Linked DNA regions of Anas platyrhynchos: region 2 is linked to region 1. The links are chromatin contacts, called in public Hi-C maps. All regions are on one chromosome and are shown on one strand. The core of a region is the stretch at or near the end of the contact, and the rest is flanking DNA. Distances in the headings are between cores, read along the strand shown. Region 1 holds the start of EEF1E1 (eukaryotic translation elongation factor 1 epsilon 1). Region 2 has its middle 81 kb from the start of EEF1E1.

What was found. Hi-C and Micro-C count contacts between places; a contact is called where the count stands out from the background.
Region 2: a contact with region 1 is called in a Hi-C map of skeletal muscle, with 4 times the contacts expected there. The contact joins the enhancer-like site here to the promoter of EEF1E1 in region 1. A contact is called at or near these places in 2 of 8 Hi-C or Micro-C datasets (skeletal muscle and small yellow follicle).

The regions. Positions count from the first base shown.
Region 1 is chr2:90,389,729-90,392,428 of IASCAAS_PekinDuck_T2T, forward strand. EEF1E1 (eukaryotic translation elongation factor 1 epsilon 1) reads right to left here and starts at 1,375. Exons shown (of 4, transcript XM_027451599.3): 1 at 1,216-1,375. The coding sequence starts at 1,296.
Region 2 is chr2:90,470,952-90,473,651 of IASCAAS_PekinDuck_T2T, forward strand. No RefSeq gene overlaps it. Among named protein-coding and RNA genes, the nearest start is that of EEF1E1, 81 kb to the left of the region's middle. Within about 2 kb of position 1,335, at least 3 of the 8 cell types and tissues checked have an H3K27ac peak or open chromatin away from gene starts, as enhancers often do. A contact at or near this core is called in small yellow follicle, where this site is marked.

The DNA of each region.
Region 1 (2,700 bases), core at 125-2,624:
CTTTTAAAGTGTTTAAATTTAAATGCTGAAGGTGAAGATACCTGTTATCATAAACACTGATTAAGATTTGAAAAAAGACATCTCTTGTATTTTACAAAGAAGCATAAATGTGAGTTAGATACGCAGAGTTTCTGAAGGCAACATAGTAAGTTACATAACATATTAAACTTGAGAGAACATCAAAACAAGTTGACTTTGGAACTGGATCCTTGCTACTGTATCACAAATATTGCTCCAAAGAGGGAAAAAAAAAAAAAAAAAAGAACAATGAACCAAATTGTACAGAATTGACTGAACACACCACACAGACTTTTGGGGTATAAAAGAAGGTACTAGTAAACAAGTCAGTTTGTCTTAAGATATTACTTTAGAAGATATAGGAAATAATAGAACAAGTACTGCAAGCCTTTTTGAGTGGGAAAGGAAACAGAGCCACTATGGGTCACAAATGAAATGAACCTCACTGCAGCAGCCTAAAACCCATTCAGCCACTTATGGCATCAAATGACCACACAAGACACTGTCCACTTTCAGATGTAATTAATATGCAATGCAAACTTGAAGCACAGTATTTGTTTCACATTTTTATGCAAAGTCCTTGACTGTTCTGTTTTTCCACTGAAGTCAGAAAAACCATGGACAGATTTCATGACCCACTTCTTCAGACTTACACTTTACAGCAAAAGCATTAAAACACCAGCTGGACTGTTACATGTTTATGGAAGCTTGTTATATTTGAAACCAAAGAATGCTTACAAGAAAAGAGAAAACACACAAAAGCATAAATGAACAGCAATGCTTCTGTGATTCATCGCAGAGAGGAAGCAACGTGAAAGCTGCTACACGTTTGTGACTCCCCCGCGTTTGTTTTTTATATCACACAAAGCAATGCTTCCCTGTGAGCTTCAAAAACACCCAGCCAGCTACCTCGAGAAGGCATTTAACAGCCACAGCTCTTTGCCGTGGCTGCATTTCTAACATTAAGAGCTGACCGCTGGCCCAGGATTTAACCACCCCAGCACGCACACAGCCGCGCTGCCCGCAGGCCGAGCCCGTTCCCAGCCGCTGACGGGCGGGCAGAGGGGGCGCGGCTGGGGGCCGGCAGCGCGGCCCTGCGCCTGCGGGGCACGAAGCGAGCGGGGAGGAGGCCGAGCCGCCCAGGGAAGGGCCGCGGCCGGGCTGGCGCGGCGCGGGGACCCCGCCGGCTCCCATCACCTGCCGCTCCCCCTGCGCGCCGTACTTGGTCCCGTTCCGCAGGCCCAGCGTCCCCTCCAGCAGCGCCAGCTCCGCCGCCATCTTCCCTCGCAACCGCCGCCGCCAACAACCGGCGAGCACGTTGGGCGGCCGGACGCCGCGCCCCCTTAGCAACCGTCGCCGCTATTGGGCTGCGGGAGAGCGGCGAGCCAATCGGGCGCTCGGCTCAGCCCGCGCACGCGCCGGGGGGGCTCTCCGGCTTGTGGGTGTCCTTCGGCTTGCGGAGGGCGCCTGCGCAGAGGAGGCGCTCCCCTCACTTGGTGTGCTGCGCATGCGCGCGCTGGGCGCTGAGCCGCGCCTCCCGGCGGGACGGCAGCGCTGCGTGTGTGGGAGCCCGGTGCGGCGAAGGCGGCGGTTACCTCCTGATGAAATAAATAAATGTATAAATAAATAAATAAATGAATGAATAAATAAATAAAATTAATAAATTCATGTGGTGTTCGGTGGTGTGTTGGTGGGGGGTGGCTGAGGTGGGGGGTGGTTCAGTCCGGAGAGGAGGAGGCTCAGGGGAGACCTCATTTCACTCTACAGCTACCTGAAAGGAAGGTGCAGGGAGCTGGGGGTTGGCCTCTTCTCACAGGTAACTAGTGATAGGACTAGAGGGAATGGCCTCAAGTTGCACCAGGGGAGGTTTAGGTTGGAAACGAGGAGACATTTCTGCTCAGAAAGAGCAGTCAGGTGCTGGGACGGGTTGCCAGGGAAGTGGTGGAGACACTGTCCTTGGGGGTGTTCAAGGAGAGGTTGGACGTGGTGCTTGGGAACATGGTGCAGTGGGTGGCATTGCTAGCAGGGTGATGATTGGACCAGATGATCTTGGGGCTCTTTTCCAACCTTAATGATTCTATGATTAAAATTTGTTAAAGACACGCTTTAATCACCTTTTTAATTGAAGATATTCTGATGCAAGTATCATATCTCTGCCTCTCATAAATGTTAGAAATTAAAACAATTTTTAATTGGCAGACCTATTTGTCCAGCATACCAAAATGTAATTCTTGATAGAAGACTACTAAATGCCAAGCTAGTGCTCTTACTAAAAGCAATGAGCTAATCTTGTCCTGGTATGGAGAATTTCAAAATACAGGCTCAGGGCTGTGTTAATCATCTTGAATAAGATGATCCTGACAAGTGTCCTGGTTCTTCACTGAAACACTTGTCTTGATAGAAGGCGACATTTAGATTTGTACCTTCTGTTGCAGAAAAATTCTGAAAGTGGCCACAGAGCCTTCATCTGAAAGGGTAAGAATCCTGAAACCATGAGTGGATTTTTCACCTTTTGCGGAAAAAAAATCTGCTTTTTTATATTAACATCTGCAAAGCACCTTGAGTTTTAAAAAGCTGCTCTGCTTTGAAAATGGCAGTGTATTTTGGTGTAGCCCTTCATCTTCTTTCCTGCAGCAGTATTTTGCAAAGCCAGGGTTCCAGCTGTGCCAGCTGTGTCCCAAT
Region 2 (2,700 bases), core at 85-2,584, 81 kb after region 1:
ATTCTCCTGCTATATATGTTTTTCTTCTTCCTTTTCCTAATGTCACTGTCACCCCTTCTAAAAAAAAAAAATCTTACATCATTGAAGTCAGGGCGTCTTGCCAATGGGGGCTTTCTCTAGGCTCTACTACACAGCAGTGCACAATGTTCTTGTTCGGCACATCATAATTCCCTTCACATTTTTGTACAATCAATCTGTCAACTTTTTCTGGGTTTGCATCTTTGGTTTGTAATACAAAAAATATTGCATTGCTTTTATTTTTCCCTCTCTTCTTATTCTACAGAATTGCTTTCCTTTCTATGACATTGAATCAATCACTTCTTTAAAAGCAAACCAACATTTTTTTTGTGTTTTTGTTTTTGTTTTGGGGGTGGAGAACAATAATAGAACCACACTAACCCCACAGTGCAGCAGTACAGAATGGATTTAAAGAATTTCAGCCTGCTAAACATCCATGTATTTCCGTTGATGACTGAATTACAGTGTTGTAGGTATAAAGTAGTTCACCTCCTGGAGGGTCATTTTCCAGTCTTGAAAAAAAAAAAATACTGAAACTAGGGCAACTTTTGTGCCACCTAGTGGCCCCTCCTGTCTGAATAACAAATGCATTTTAAATTCCCTTATCTAAAGTTTTAAGTCTAAGTACATTGGAAACTTTCAGAAGTAGTAAACTATGAAGTAAGGAGTCAAAAAACACTACTTAAATTATGAAGAATTTCCTTCTTTTCTATCTTTTCTCACAAATTTGGCTATTTATCCCTCCAGGCACTTGTCCATGCCTTGCCTCTGCATAGCAGAGGTGAGTATCACAAATGGTAATCTTTTTGTTACTACAGCTTATTTCTGGGTTGAGATCTTGTCATTTCCAGACACCTTTCACTTAGGCATTTCAATGCTCTCAACAGGTGAGTCCTGAGTTCACCTTTATCCTATTGTAGAAAATGGAACAAATTGTCACCACACTGTCATTCAGTAAAGTCAGCGTAGTAGGAAAGGTGATGAACCTTTCCAAATAATTATACTGTAAGCTGTACTAGTCACAGTATTTCAAGCCTTGCTGACTGAGCTCAGTCACCTCCATCTGTATTTGTGTACCAAAACCGCAGCAGAGTTAACAAGTTCCCAGAAGCTGCAGAGATGGACAGACTCCATTGGATTCAGAAGGAATTTGAGATGCTAAAAATGCCAGCCATCCCACATCTGGTTACAAGATAACTATTGTGATGATCTTGCAAGTGTGTTGTGTCTCCAGAGTCCCACTAGGCTGCACCTCTGACACTGAACACTAGTATTTGGTCTAGCCAGGCTGGCTCCTTATCAAGGTACACTATTTAGGCGTGGGATGTTCAATGCAAGCCTAAGGCTAAGTGTGGAGTGCTTTCATAAACACCAACCAAAAATGAATAGGGACAGGCATCAGTGGGAAAATCTGTTTTAAGCTGTGTGTAAAAGGCTGTGCACTTTATTTACATCATCCCATAATGACAGAGTTTCACAGACTCACTGAGGACCAACCCAACAGAACTGCTGCTGGAAATGGGCAGTCTGACACAATCCTGTTTTCCAGCCAGATTTTCTCCTGCAGTCTCCTGCAAATGGTATCAGAACACCATTTGGACATGACTCAAAAATGCAACATCTAAACACTGCTTTAGTCAGTAAGAACTAGGTCATGGGTTCTCTTTGTAGCTCTCTTTCTGGCATTCACTTGACAGAGTCTGATGGGTACTGTCTTCAGCGCAGGAACTTTATGAGATTCCTTCAACTAGAAGATCAAATCTCTTCCTCAAGTTTCCACTGTACCCAGGGATACTCTATTTGGAAAAGGACTTTATTTATGATGATATTCATTTACAAAGTCCACCGATTTGAGAAATGGTCCAAATAATAAGTGCTGTCAGAGTAATTACAAGACTATGAGGCTAGCAGTGGTGGTGTTTGTTCTGCTAATTGTACTTAATTTACTGTGAAGTTTTACAGTGGCTCCTGTAGCTTTGAGTGCACTGAGTTGTGGTTCTGCTGTGTATACCAGGGGGAGAAGATTATCAGTTAGGTAGCCCAGTGAGAACCATTACTGAAATGATCCTACATGGCAGGCTTTCCAGTGTCTTTTTTGGACACAGCCAGCAGTGTGAGTAGCTATGCTGCTTCAGGCTGGCACATGAAGTGGGCCATCTGCCTGCTGCTGTTGGGAATCCACCTTCTACATAAGGTACAACAGGGAAGCCAGCAAGCTCCATATTACCCTTCTCTACTCACTCTGCAAATGAGCGTGGTGCTATGTATGTTTGTGTCTGGAATTACTACATTTCATTGCATGGGAGTGCCACGGAGTGCATGTTGAAAAACTCTGTTCTGTTTCCTTCCTTGCATATGGCCTTAAACTGGCCTTTCTAATCATGGTGATTTACTGATGTGTTTGCCAGGCTCAAAACTGGATCGCAGTTTGCAATGGATGCTGGCAGACAATGATGCTAGGGTGATTACATATCTGTAGGTCACCATCAGGTGAAGTATATCTGAGGGAATGCCTACAAAACTGGAATGGCCATGCATGCATCCTCTGCTTGTAACTGAGCCATATATTTACTTGTTGCATGGGGAATTCTCATTCTGTGGGAGCTCATGGGGTTCTTCAGGAGGGAATAGGTCATAGTGAAGGAAAGGAAAAAAATTATTTGGGGTAAAAAACAAGAGGTG